2 separate regions of the Mus musculus genome follow, and region 2 is linked to region 1. The links are chromatin contacts, called in public Hi-C maps. All regions are on one chromosome and are shown on one strand. Each heading gives the region's core, a stretch centred on a gene start, on an enhancer-like site or on the middle of the called end of the contact. The rest is flanking DNA. Distances are from core to core; before and after follow the strand shown. Region 1 overlaps Gm36865 (a long non-coding RNA gene). Region 2 overlaps Chd2 (chromodomain helicase DNA binding protein 2).

Evidence for each region. A called contact is a pair of places that touch in the nucleus more often than the background predicts.
Region 2: a contact with region 1 is called in a Hi-C map of stem cell-derived neural stem cells, with 2.9 times the contacts expected there. The contact joins two enhancer-like sites. A contact is called at or near these places in 1 of 484 Hi-C or Micro-C datasets (stem cell-derived neural stem cells), 1 of 115 datasets of contacts at active chromatin or transcription factors (stem cell-derived neural progenitor cells) and 1 of 9 other capture datasets (embryonic stem cells).

Annotation. Positions count from the first base shown.
Region 1 is chr7:72,771,636-72,778,248 of GRCm38.p6, reverse strand. All of the region lies in intron 3 of Gm36865 (a long non-coding RNA gene), which reads left to right. Among named protein-coding and RNA genes, the nearest start is that of Gm36865, 52 kb to the left of the region's middle. Within about 2 kb of position 4,063, at least 23 of the 459 cell types and tissues checked have an H3K27ac peak or open chromatin away from gene starts, as enhancers often do. A contact at or near this core is called in stem cell-derived neural progenitor cells and stem cell-derived neural stem cells, where this site is marked.
Region 2 is chr7:73,421,411-73,428,023 of GRCm38.p6, reverse strand. It overlaps Chd2 (chromodomain helicase DNA binding protein 2), which reads left to right. Exons shown (of 39, transcript NM_001081345.2): 39 at 1-1,372. Among named protein-coding and RNA genes, the nearest start is that of A730056A06Rik, 49 kb to the right of the region's middle. Within about 2 kb of position 3,638, at least 49 of the 459 cell types and tissues checked have an H3K27ac peak or open chromatin away from gene starts, as enhancers often do. A contact at or near this core is called in stem cell-derived neural progenitor cells and stem cell-derived neural stem cells, where this site is marked.

The sequences.
Region 1 (6,613 bases), core at 2,814-5,313:
GCCCAGCTTCAATCACTGCATCTACAATACAATCCCAATCACTAAAGCTTGGGAAATATCACAGAAGGAGAAATATTGTGAGAGCCAGAGGACCAAGACATCTGCTTTAAGATTGCATCTGCCATATATGACAGGGAAGCTGCAGCCAGGAAACCTCAGTGACATGGTTGCCTAAACAAGAACTGAACAGTGACAACACCAGTAGACCCACCAATGTGTATACTGGAAAGTATCACGGGGGAAACCAATTTTAGCTGAAGAGCTAGAGGCAAATAATCATTGCTGAGGGTATGAAAGTCAGTCTTAGATGCTATCTATTACCAAGTGCTCAGCTTCAAAACATATTCATATGAGAGAGAGAAAGGGGGAGAGAGAGGGAGAGAGAGAGAGCTTGCTGCACAGATTCATATTCATATATATATATATATATACACATATATATATATATGCAAAAGACTCTGAATTTGAGAGGAAGCATAATGGTGGTAGTGGGAGCCTTGAAAGAAGTTGGAGGGAAGAGGAGGAAAGAAAGAGAGAGGAAAATGATATAAATGCAATACATGTGTATGAAATTAAAAATAACATTTCAATTGATAAATGGTACATTATATACTTCAATATTTATTACTGCAATAAAAACCATTTCTGTCTGTGTAGGTTCACTGGTAAACTAAGAGATTGTTTATGAAAACCAAGGACTCAGGCTGCAGTTTTGGAGTTAGAAGCAAAGCGAGAGCATTTTTGCCTCAGAGACAGGGGCCAAATGAACACATTTATCTTGACTGCCTTAGACCTTGTTATTCTATTATTTTTATAGTAAAAGCCTTTCGGAGACAACCCCCTCTTTGGAAAGCTCGTGAAGGATCTCCCTTTTAAAGAAAAGAACTATTTATTCTCCATTTATTTAAACTGAGAGTGTTATAAAGAACAGAGCATGCATTGCTTGGAGGAAAATAAATGTGCAGAGTATAGCCCTAACTCGATTTCCCTAAAGCTACAGAACCATGCAGGGAGAGAAGCCAGAGTGCAGACCTTCCCAAGGATCGTGCACTACCGAAAAATGAGTGATGCAGGGATATACATGGCAGGTGAAACAAGAAAGCAGGGACGTAAATAAAGAGCTGGTGCCTAGAGGCACCTCCACCTCCCTGCATTCAGGCGTGAAGGAGTGATAGTTGAGAACATAGCATAGCTCTTTATTGTGTTTGGCCTTAAAAAAAAATACTTTCTCTTGGTTCTATTTCCAAGGAGACGATTCAACATCCACTAACTTTGGTTTTTAGGACTATGTATAGAAACCTGGGTGAATTAAAGCAGTAAACCCACATTGTCTTAGTTTAACATAATCTGGATAATATACTAGTTGTCTACTGTAGATCTGGCAGGGCCTCAGGCTACTTGTTGATTTGGGGGTGAGATCCTGAGATGGAGTCACTGAGCCAACAGTGAGAGCCATTAAATAGCACTGGCCAGTCTACATTGCATGCAAGGGAATATGAGTTGCACAGAATGTTTTGTCTAGTGGCAGTATGGTAGGGGATGGAATTGAGGCCCTATAAGGATCCTTATTCCAAAGTGTTAAGTGAGAAAGGTACAGGGCAGAGTGTGATTGTGCCTGGAGATAGGCATGGGCTCTGAAGATGCTTTTGAAAAGACCTTGAGAGGAATTAGCTTTTTCTGATGGAGGTAAGACCAGCAGGAGACTGAAGTATAGCATGCTTTCCTAGGAACCAATGAGGTCTGCAACCTGCTCTGGAGAGTGAGCCATGGATATGGGAAGGAGCAAGGATGTTGTCCTTGATACAATGTGACCTGGAGGAACTGAATCCTGTTTCAATTAGTGAAGCAAAAAAAAAAAAAAAAAAAAAAAAGAAAAAAAAGAAAAAAAAGAAAAAAAAGAATGCTCTTTTCTTAAGAAATATGCTAGATCTTAAGGGTGCCATCAGCAAGGGCCTTGGAGAAGAGTAGATAGTTTAAAGGCACATAAACCTACCAAGTCATCCCAGAAATAATGAAAGGAGACTGGCAGCTGTAGGTCCTTTAAGTAGGAGCCACACCCTAGACAGCATGAAGGATTCCATTCAAACATCCTTCAGAGTGGGACTTAAAGGAGGGTCCCACATTTGCCAGGCAAATGCTCTGTCACTGGGCTCTGTCCTCAGCCCTCATTATTTCTTTATTACTTAGTTATTCAGGTGGGGCTTGAACTCTTTGTGTAGTCTAGGCAAGCCTTGAACATGTGATCCTCCTGCTTCAACCTCCCAGGTAGAAAGGACCATATCCCCGCCCCACCGGGACTGGCTTTCCTTTCTCTCTTTAAGCCAGGAATTTTTATGCTACATTTCTCTTCTGGCCATAATTCTCCTCTTTACCTTACTTTTAGAGAAATCAATGTACTTATGTGCGTTTGGACATCTGGACATGACAAATGGCTTTCTCCATCTAAGCTTGTCCTTGCTTGCTCTTTCAACTACCATCTGTGTGGCTTTCTCTAGACACTTTTCATGTGGGGACCATTTCTAAGTCCTAGGTCAGAAAAATGGGCAAGGGTAGAACCTTATTATCAGATATCTTCTGAGTATTTATCATGAGGTTTACTTACATTTTCCCATTCAATTCTCATGAACAAGGTGAGGATAAATACATTCTAAAGCTGAAGGGAGAAACTAAGGGTTAGAAAACCCTGTTTAGAGATGCAGCACCCAGTAAGTGGGTCCTTTCCCTCTGGGCACAGATGGTGACAGATTCTGTGGGCCATAGGAGATGAAATGAAAACAGAAATCCAGTTTGTCAGGAGCTCAAGAGAGGTGAGAGGAAGCAAGAGAGGGAGGGGTTCTGAAGGCGCTGCAGATAAGGACCGGGTATCTCCACAGGCAATTTTTGCACACATCTCTGCTAACCTTGAGTTATGTTTCTAGAACTGGAACAAAATACTAGACAGAATAAACTTAAAAGAACAAAGGGTATATTTTGGCTCACAGAGTCAATGGTTTTAGCCCATGGTCGTTTGGTCCTATGGCTTGTGGTGAGGCAGGATATCATGGTGAGAGTATTTGGCTGCACAAAGTTCCTCACCTCGTGGGAAGGAGGGGGAAAGGGGACGTAGAAAGAGAGAAAGGGAGGAGAGGTAGGGTGGGAAGAGGAAGAAAGAGGGGGTGTGGAGGAGGGGAATAAAGGGAAAGGTAGAGGCAGAGGGCAAAGGAAGAGAAGAGAAAGAGAAAGATGGAGGGAAGAGAGGAGAACAGGGAGGTTGGGGCTGGGGAGAGGGCGGAAGGAAAGAAGAATAGGAGCAGGTTTCCAACATCCCCTTCTGGGCCTGCTCACCACCTCCCCAAAGCACCACATGGCTGGCGACTAAGCCTTTAGCATATGGAACTTTGGAGGACCTTTAATGTCCACACAGTAACATCCCACAATGCATCACTGCAGTTTGTCTTGTCTGCTGCCCCGTGGGCTTGACTCTCCCCAGTGCTTCCTGGACTCCTAGCCTCCTTGTCAGCCTCTGCAGCCCAGCATCCTGCTGTCATAAGTCAGCCTCAGACAGTTCCCAAGGCTCATCTCTCATGATCTGCATTCTCTCCCCTCCCCTGCCTCCCCTTAGGTGCTGGTGTTAAATGTTCTTGTCAGAAGCAACTATTTACAGGCCATTAACAACAGAAAGGATGATTAGGATGAATAATGCATGCTGCCAGTCAGGGGCTTTAGTATTCAGTACAGGCCTCTTCCCAGGCCAGGCGAGGGGTTGCTATGGAGTATGCTACTTCTTGAGAGCCCAATAACATGGAGAAGCAAGGGCAGGCTGCTGTGGGCAGGGAAAACTTAGTCTCTTAAGCTCATCCTTTGAGAGAAAAGCAGAAGAGATGGGGGTTTGTTGCATTTGTTCTTTGCAGATATTTTCACCTTTCTTCCCCAACATGTCCCCATTACACACAGACACACACACACAGACACACACACACACACACACACACACACACACACACACACACGGGTATTGTAACCCGGGAGACCCAGGTGCAGCTGTGCAATGACTGTGCAATCCATGCCCACATTACCATTTAAATCCTAGTAACATTTGTCTTCTAGTTTCTTTGAAAAATAAGGCTTATAGAAAGTGAATGTATTCAAGGGACTAAGTGCATAAGCAATAGATGGCTGTCAAACACATTCTCTCTCTCACACACACACACACACACACACACACACACACACACACACACACACACATACACCCCTCACACACATTTCTTGATCTCCAGCTGGTAATAGAGATAGATTAACCATCACAGAGGCTCATATCAGAAAGCCCAAGAAGCCATGGTTCTTTCTGATCATTATTGTGACTGGATACATTCTAACAGAAAAGAATGGCCAAGAGAGGACTCAGTCAATCTAGTGACCATTGCTCTTTTTCTGTATAATTTCTCAATGATAACATCAGAGAGAGTAAGTGAGTCTCATCCCAGGATCCTCCTAATTATCAACTTTTAGGCAATATCTTTTCCATATGCTTATCTGTGTTACTATATGGAATCAAGAGAACTGACTATCTAGCAGAGAAGAGGTCTGTACTATTAACAAATTGCTTTGCTATGCAGAAATCAAGGCCATTTGAGGTACCGGTCTAAAAAGTCATATTTGGCAATAATGAGTTCCATGTTTTTATTTGTATTAGGGCATTTTTCAGGATCTATTTCATAGGCTTTTCTTTCTGTCTTCTGTAGCATGAGATTCCTGCAGAAGTGACATTGAGCTCATAAGTACAGGTGCATTAGTGTTGAAAGGCAATGTTGGCCAGAAGGATGCTGGGTTAGGTCACCTGCTCTCTTCAACTGCTCCCGGGAAGGAATTGTAAGGAAGAGTTTATTTTCTGCTAGCTGAACAGAGGTGGGACTGAACCACACTAGTCCTCAGCATAAGTTCATCACACCTATTTATTTTATGCCCACCTTCCCTGCTTTACCTTTCTTATTGCCCTCTAGATTTCTCTGAATATGTTTACAGTGCTCTAAATGCATACAACCCTTGGTCTAGACCCTTTTGGAAAGCAGGATGGACTCTGGGTTCTGACATTCTCATCTTCAAGTCTGACCTTCCACTTTCCTTCTAAGCAGCAAACATAATATTTGAGTTACCTTTCCAATTTCTTTCTCTGGCATGTGGTTTTAGACATCTTTATTGCTTTAGCTGTGTTTTCCTCCACACTCATGTCTGTGTTGCTTACACAGAAATGCAGGTGTTTGTGGGTTCGGCTCCCCAAGCTCATTTGTTTGCTAACCCTGCAACCAAACTCATCATATTTTGAGAGATTCTTCATCAACAGACTAGAGCTCCATTTCAGCCTTCAGCGACCCAGAGGCCCAAATAAGAAGTCCACCTGTAGGGTTTAGCTCCTTGGGTACTTTCTCTAGCTCCTCCATTGGGGGCCCTGTGATCCATCCAATAGCTGACTGTGAGCATCCACTTCTGTGTTTGCTAGGCCCCGGCATAGTCTCACAAGAGAGAGCTATATGTACCCCGGAGCTCTTGACTCTAGCTGCATATGTATCAAAAGATGGCCTAGTCGGCCATCACTGGAAAGAGAGGCCCATTGGACTTGCAAACTTTATATGCCCAGTACAGGGGAACGCCAGGGCCAAAAAGTGGGAGTGGGTGAGTAGGGGAGTGTGTGTGGGGGTATGGGGGACTTTTGGGATAGCATTGGAAATGTAAATGAGGAAAATACCTAATAAAAATATTAAAAAAAAAAGAAGTCAGCCTGTTGTTGATGGCTTCCTGGCAGCTAGAACATGGTCAAATAGCCCAGGCTTAATTAATTGGATATTGCTACCTGGGATGGTGAGTTGAAACAATGAACATGAAAACACAAATATTTCTTTGCAAATCTACCAGCAAAAGTGATGTGTCAAAGGTCAGCTCAAGTAGCATCAAGAAGCAGTGGGGTCTATGATCAACCTGATCAATCTGCTCTTATAACCTTGACTCTGATTTCTGAGTCCCAGCCCTTGCTCATTTCCTTTCTACAATTCCACCATCCTCACTTTCTTTGCACTTTTCCAGTAAGACTTGTGATTTGGGTTCAACAGAACCTGTGACTAACAACACTGAGTCTTTTCCTCCTAGAGTCTCAGGACTGCTTTGAGCCTTATGTTAAATACCTTCATAGGCATTCTGGATTTTCCTAGAGAAATATGTTAGTAGCTCTTCTGGAATTTCTCTAAGATGATTTTTTTTTATAGCTCCCATCAGTTTGCTCTGTTACTCACTTAATAGCTCATGAGATGTTAGAAACTCATCTCTTGGTATCCATGGTGATTAGATTTTGTAGCCTTTAGGATACCCAACAGTGTGGATGCTCAAGTGTCTGTATATAATGGTGTAATGTTTGTGACTGGTCTATGCATTTAAAGTTTCCACAAACTTTAAACCTTTTCTAGATCAGTTTTCATATACATGCAATATCAATGGTTGCTATGCTATTATTTATGAAATAATGACACAAGAATTTATACGTGTTTGATACAGACACATTTTTTTCTCTTAATAACTGTGTTTGCTTGGATCTTCAGATAGATAGGAAAGGCCTTATGACCTTTCAAAAGCTCTTGCATTT
Region 2 (6,613 bases), core at 2,389-4,888, 650 kb before region 1:
GACCTGACTGCTGCCGAGTCGGTCCCTGCAGCTAATGCTCGAAGACCTTCTGGGCTCCTCGTGGCACTAGGCCCTTCACCTTGACTGTGTGCATGCATGACCTGCAATAGAGCCCACCAACCACATAGAAGTCCCCTGGCTAGAGTCTGATGCCTGGTGGCTTACCGGACTTCTCAGTCAATTCTGAAAGGTATATTTTGGGCACACAGTGAAAAGTGAGCCATAGATGGAGCTTCTTGCTGATCACATTGACACTGTCTGTGTTTGATTTGCTGAGCTCTTGGATGTTGGGAGTGTAGCAGGCACAGGAGGTACCTCTGCAGAAGGAAGGCGGAGGGTGGAGGCCTTGCCTTTCCATATTCACCTAGGTCTTGTCTTTCAACTTGTTGGTAGAAGTTACAAATTATTCTCAAAACTGTCTGTCTCATCATGAGGAAAAAGGAACTTTCTTTTGTTCCTATTCAGGACTTGAGGTATAGTGCCATAAAATGTAGCAAAAACCCTATCGGCCAGATCAGTGTTACATTGATTCTAAGATTACAGTATGTCCCATCAAACATCTGCTGTAGGTGAGGGAGTGGATTTGAAGAGGGGTTGAAAGAAAGGAAGCATTCCTCTTGCTTTAAACTAGTATGTGCATCAGATGCTTACAGCAGAAGTTTGCACAGGTAAGAGAAGCTGCCAGTGACGTTCTGTGGGGCCTGGCTTTGGGCAGCTGCTCATCATTGAGGAAGTGGCAGGACTTGGAGGAAGTTATGTGTGAATGTTGTCAAGTCCTGAAGTCCTATGATGCACTGTGGCCCTAGAAAACGAAGATGAAGCCTCCACTGACCACTGTGTCCTCTCTGACTTGGCCAGCCTGATGGTCCTTCCTTCTACTCTGTGTAGTCATTCCTAAGCCCCACAGAGGGAGCGCCAACATTTCTCACTGTGCTGCTGAGGTTCTGACCTGGTGTGTCTGACATTGCATCAGGCTTTGCAGAACAAATGTGATTCACTTAAACGTTCACACACAGCAACACTGAAATCCTACAGACCAAACAAACCCACTTGTCAGCAGGAGCCGTGGTCCAGCCCAGCACCTGTGCTCTCGTAGCCGAGGCCAGCCGTGTTGGGAAGAGAGCCATGCCAAGGGTCCAGGCTGCTGTAGTCCACCTGTGCCCTACTCATTTGGGGACAGGTGGTTTTTCTTGTAAACTTGTGGACTTTTGAAACCTGTTGACTAAACAGTAATTAATTTATATTTGTGAAAAATGCCACTGTCCTGGTGATTTCTGATGTAAATAATGTTGTTTATATAGTATGTATTAAATTTTCCTACATTGTAAAACTGCTGTACTTTTTTGATTCTTGTATATTAAAAAGTGTTACTAAGGATTTTTAGAATTGGGCTAACCAGTTACATTACATTCTGGTGTGAGGCACACGCCACAGTCTCCCTCCCTGGCTGGCTGCAAGCTGTGTGTCCATGCTTGTTTACATCTTCGACAATGGAAGCTTTTTAAGTTGCATTTTTGTTATTGGTTCTAAATAGTTTTCTGTCCCTGAACAGCCACAAACCACAGCTGCGTACTTCAGGGAATGGCATGGAGCCATTAAAACTGAGTCATGAGAGGTTGCCCTCATCTTTCACAGTGGTCATGGGGAGCCTGCTTCAAACATCCACCTCTGTCCAGAGAGAAGTAAGACATCAGGCCTACAGCCTACAGCTTTAGTGCAGTTAATCAGTTGGGTTATATACTCTTCTCTTCTTTTCTCTCCCCTCCCCTCCCCTCCCCTCCCCTCCCCTCCCCTCCCCTCCCCTCCCCTCCCCTCCCCTCCCCTCCCCAACTTCCTAACTTCCTAACTTCCTTCATGATTTATTCTCCTTTTATGGGCACTGGTGTTTTGCCTGCATGTATGTTTGTGTGAGGGTGTCAGATCTTGGAATTACAAACAGTTGTGAGCTGCTGTATGGGTGTTGAGAATTGAAACTGGTTCCTCTGGAAGAGAAGTCACTACTCTCAACCACTGAGCCATCTCTCCAGCCCTGGGTTATATATTCTTGAATGCGGAAAAACACTTTTCTTTTTTTAAAAATTTTCTTCTATTTTTTAAAAAAAGATTTATTTATTTATTATATGTAAGTACACTGTACACTGTAGCTGTCTTCAAACACTCCAGAAGAGGGAGTCAGATCTCATTATGGATGGTTGTGAGCCACCATGTGATTGCTGGGATTTGAACTCGGGACTTTTGGAAGAGCAGTTGGGTGCTCTTACCCACTGAGCCATCTCACCAGCCCCGAAAAACGCTTTTCTTATGGAAACAGTGACACAAATGTTCACTTGCAGTTTGGCACAGCGGCAGGCTTAGCTCCAACATGGCCCAGATAGAGGAAAGGTGACCTGGCCTATGTGTCGAAATTGTCCTAGGATGGAGTTTAGGAGAATCTTGCCCAAGCCCAGGGTTTTTAAAACTTGCACATAAGTGTCTTTGAAACAAAACTCAAACCTTTATGGTTCTCTCAATTCTTAGTGCCAAACACACCCATGTGTCCACTCAGCAGGGAGAGGGCGGCCGCTGGGACTCCACCTTGCTAGTTGTCCAGGACCCTTAGGTGCAAGGCCTGGCCTGGCAGGAGGCTGCTGGGTCTATAACGCTTGCGCCTGAGTGGAGAAGTGTGGAGGACAGGTCCTGTGAAGAAACCTGGTGATCCCCCTGCTTCAGGACGCAGCTAGAACAGCTCTGGGAACCTTTTAGGAACAAGTGCTGTGACAATCTAAGTGCTAGTTAGCTGGCTTCGAAGCCCACTGCTGCCAAGATGCCCACCTTCTGGAAGCTGCAGGCCCTTGCCTCCCAGCCCTCCCTAGCAGGGACTCAATGTTTGGTGATCACCACAAACCCTGCTCAATTAGTGCCAACAGAAAGGTCATGTACAAAAACTAAGGATCAGCTGTGTGTCAGAACAGAGTCTGTGGCTTTTAAAGGAGCCGTCCTGGCAATTCCATCAAGGCTTTAACTAAAAGCCCCGTCTGTCATACTTCAGGTCAGAACCTTCTTTGGCCCATGCTGCCTGTTGGCTTGCATGGTTTTGTGGAGTAGGCTGTGGATGTGGCTGGACCAGCTAAAACCTTTCTGTATGCCCCTGATCATAGTGGCACCCTGCCCAGACCCTGCTGGTGAGACTTTCCCTCAGGTGACAGGTCCCGGGCATGTCCTGGACTGTTAATGTGTCCAAGTGGCTTGTCCCTGGCCACACTTCTGGCTTTATTTGGGAACAAAAACAATGGTCTTCACCTGCAGTGTGTGCAGAGTAAATTGCCATACCTCAGAGCAAGCAAGCATGGGGAGTTCACATGAGCTCTCTGCCTTTCCTGGAACTCCTGCTAACTACAGGCACTATTGTGGTGTTTGGGTGGCATAAAGGAATTCATGGGAGTCAGAGTGTGTCCTCCCCACCCCCACCCCATTTTATCTCTGCTGTGAAGCAGCTTCAGTTGCAAATTGGTGTGTTGTATGAGTGCATACAGGGCAGAGAGAAGGCCACCAGGCAGGAGACAATGTCCCATTCTTAGTTGGGGATGGAACCAGAGGACAGCTGGGGAGGTCGGGGTGACCAGGACAAAGCTTGTCCTTCTCAGAGGTCAGGCCTTTCCCAGCACCAAGCTCCAGTGGCTTGAGCAAGAGGCTTCTGTAAAGCCACCGCTTGCTCTGGAGCCCAGCAGGGACAGAGCCATCGAAGAGCTTCAGTGTCAGAAGGACACAATTACAACTAGATCCTGGGGACAGGCTGCTCATTGGAGGGAGTTCTCAACAGAAGCATGGGGCCTGCCTTCTTGGAATTTATTTTAAGTGGGGTGGGTACTCTAGACAAGCAAACTGCAAGCAGACAAAATGCCACCTAAGGGAGAAAAGAAGCAAGATTACAAGATGTGTGTTCTGTTAGCCCCACCAAGGGCCAACAGAGGTAGCCGTGATGGAGGCCCTGCAGGATACATAATATGTGCTTGGCTGGTCACATTGTTAGAGAGGATGGTCGGGCCACTAGACGCACTGAAGATGGAGACCACTCCTGCAACCTGTCCATGTTTGCTTTCTATTTCAGAGATAAACACAATGACTTGTAACTTTAATTTTTTCAAATCCTGTTTTTAATGATGGTTCTTAAACGCTTTAACCTTTCTTGTAGCCCCCCCCCCCTTCAGAGTTAGTAAAAAGGATATGGGGGTGGGGGTAGAGGGAAGTGGACTTGTTTAGAAAGGTTATTTGGAGCAACTCCTGTCTGTTGTCTGGAAATCTGCAGTTCAGTTCACAGGTTAGCAGGCAGTGGCAGCTCCATCCACTCGCAAACACCTCACAGATAAACTACCTCACAGATGCACCAGGAGCCCAGTTCAGAAGAATCAGGTTAGCAACAGCAGTGACACTACCTAGCAGAGACAGCCGGGCCTCAGCCTCAGCTCCAGACAGCAGAAGGGGCCCCGGGAGAAGTTCTCAGCTGTGCATCTCTCAGGGAAGCGAAGATCAGTGAAGACGAGAGACCCACAAGCGTTACACAGCCAGCTGTACCAGCAAGCCAAGCTCTCTTCGTCATTCTGTGGAGTCCTATTTCTACCCTCCAAGCATCACGTGTCCTCCACGTGTCCTGCCTCAGCACATGCATCCAGTCAGCCCGAGTCCTTGAAAGTGGCAACAAACTACAGCACACCGCCACAAGTTTTTGGTGCATTTCTCTCCATGGTTTCCCGACAAATGCAATGTGAGGTGGACGATGCCTGTCATTAGCCAAGAATCCTTCATCACACGTCCTTTCACGTGCTTGCTTTAGTAGAACATCATTTCTCCTGTGTCTGCTTCAGCTAAGCATTCCTTCACGAATCCGCCTTAGCTTTTTACACCTGTGTCCACTTTAATGAAACATTCCTTCACGTGTTTGTCCTAACAAAACACCCTCCAACTGTCTTTCCAAAGAGTCTTCATGTTTCACTTCATTGACCAAAAGCAACTTGGGGAATAAAAGGGTTTGTTTCATTTTAGCCCTTCCAAACATGCAGAGAAGTCAGGGCGGGAATTTGAGGCAGGAACTGAAGCAGAAGCCACAGGAATGGTGCCTACTGGCTTGCCCTCCGTGGCACACTCAGCCCTGGTGGTCCCTTCCACCCACCGTTGCCTTGGCCCTCCTACATCATCATTAATCAAGAAAATGCCCCTACAGACTTGCCTATAAGCTAATCTGATGGAGGCGTTTTCTTAATTAAGGTTTCCTCTTCCCAGGTGACTCAGGCTGACAGAAAACTCACTAGCATGCCTCCCTAGGTGGGACCATCTCTGTATCTGACATAGCATCCCAGAGTAAGTGTAATTCTAGAACTGTCCTGCAGAGGGCAGCAGGCGCACACAGACTCCAGCCTAACCGCAGATAACCCACATGCTGCCCGGTTCTTCCAATGTTTAGATCTCTCTCTTTTTTTTTTTTTTTTTTTTTTTTTTTTTTTTTTTTGCCACCAGAGTCCAGAGGATTGGAGCCATCCTGTTCCTGAAGGAGGAATGAGAGGGGACTGAGAGCAGCTATATGCTTCCCTACCTTCTTCAGCCACTGCTCAGGGTTCTCAGGTCTATGGCAGCGAGAGGGATCAAGGTCTTATGAGCTCTGGGCTGGGCTGCTCCAGGTCGTCACACACACACACACACACACCCCCGCATACTCTGCTCTTTGTAGAATGCTTTCTCCACCTTCTGACATGCCTTGCTCCAGAAACTCGTGTGGTGAGTTAGTCACACATGCCTTTTACCCCTCCAAAGAGGAGCATCCCTTTTCTTCCTTCCTTAGGCGGCCACTCAGAATGTACCTGCTTCTCTTCCTGGAGTCTGCTGCCATGTGGGTCGTTAGATTATGTAAGTATCAACTATTGGTTTATCTCCCCAGCAAGAATACAGGATTTGTCCCGAGACAAATGGATTCATCAATGACTAAGTTCCTGGGTACCACTGCCACCGGGACCTCTTTCGGTGGGTTCTCTTGTTGATGTTGGGCATCTGTGCCAGGAATTAGCTCATTAGATTTCCACAGGACCCTGGGAGGTGGCTACGTGTAATTCCATTTTACAGATCAGGAATCTAAGGCTCAAGAAAAAAAAAATCCAAGGGAGACCACACAGCTAGCAACAGGCAGAGCCCAGCTCCGATGCCAAGTCAGCCTGCTGCCCAAGCTCACATGCCCAGCCGCTGCTCTGAGCCATGCTTGGGCCTGAGAGACAGGCTCCAGTGCTGCCTGGCTCTCCTGGACCTCTGCCAGTCTTCAGATAAGTTTTCCCTCCAAATTTACCCGGGCAGTTATCAGATTTCGCTGATCAGTCCTTTCTGGTTTTTACCCTTACAAACTCTGGCTTGTGATATGAGAAGCCTAAGAGTTCTTTTCCTTGTTTTTGCTCTGGTGGGGGTGGGGGGAGCACAACCCAGGAGCCTAAGGTCTCTCACACCATAGGCAAGGGCCCTAACATTGAGCTACATACTCATAGGCAGTTGGGGATGGAGTGGGAGAGAGAGAGTAGCTCACAGGCTATGCGAAAGCTCTTCGGTTGCCAGGCTGACTGGCCTCGGCCCAGGTCTGCACCAGAGCAACTGTCATGCA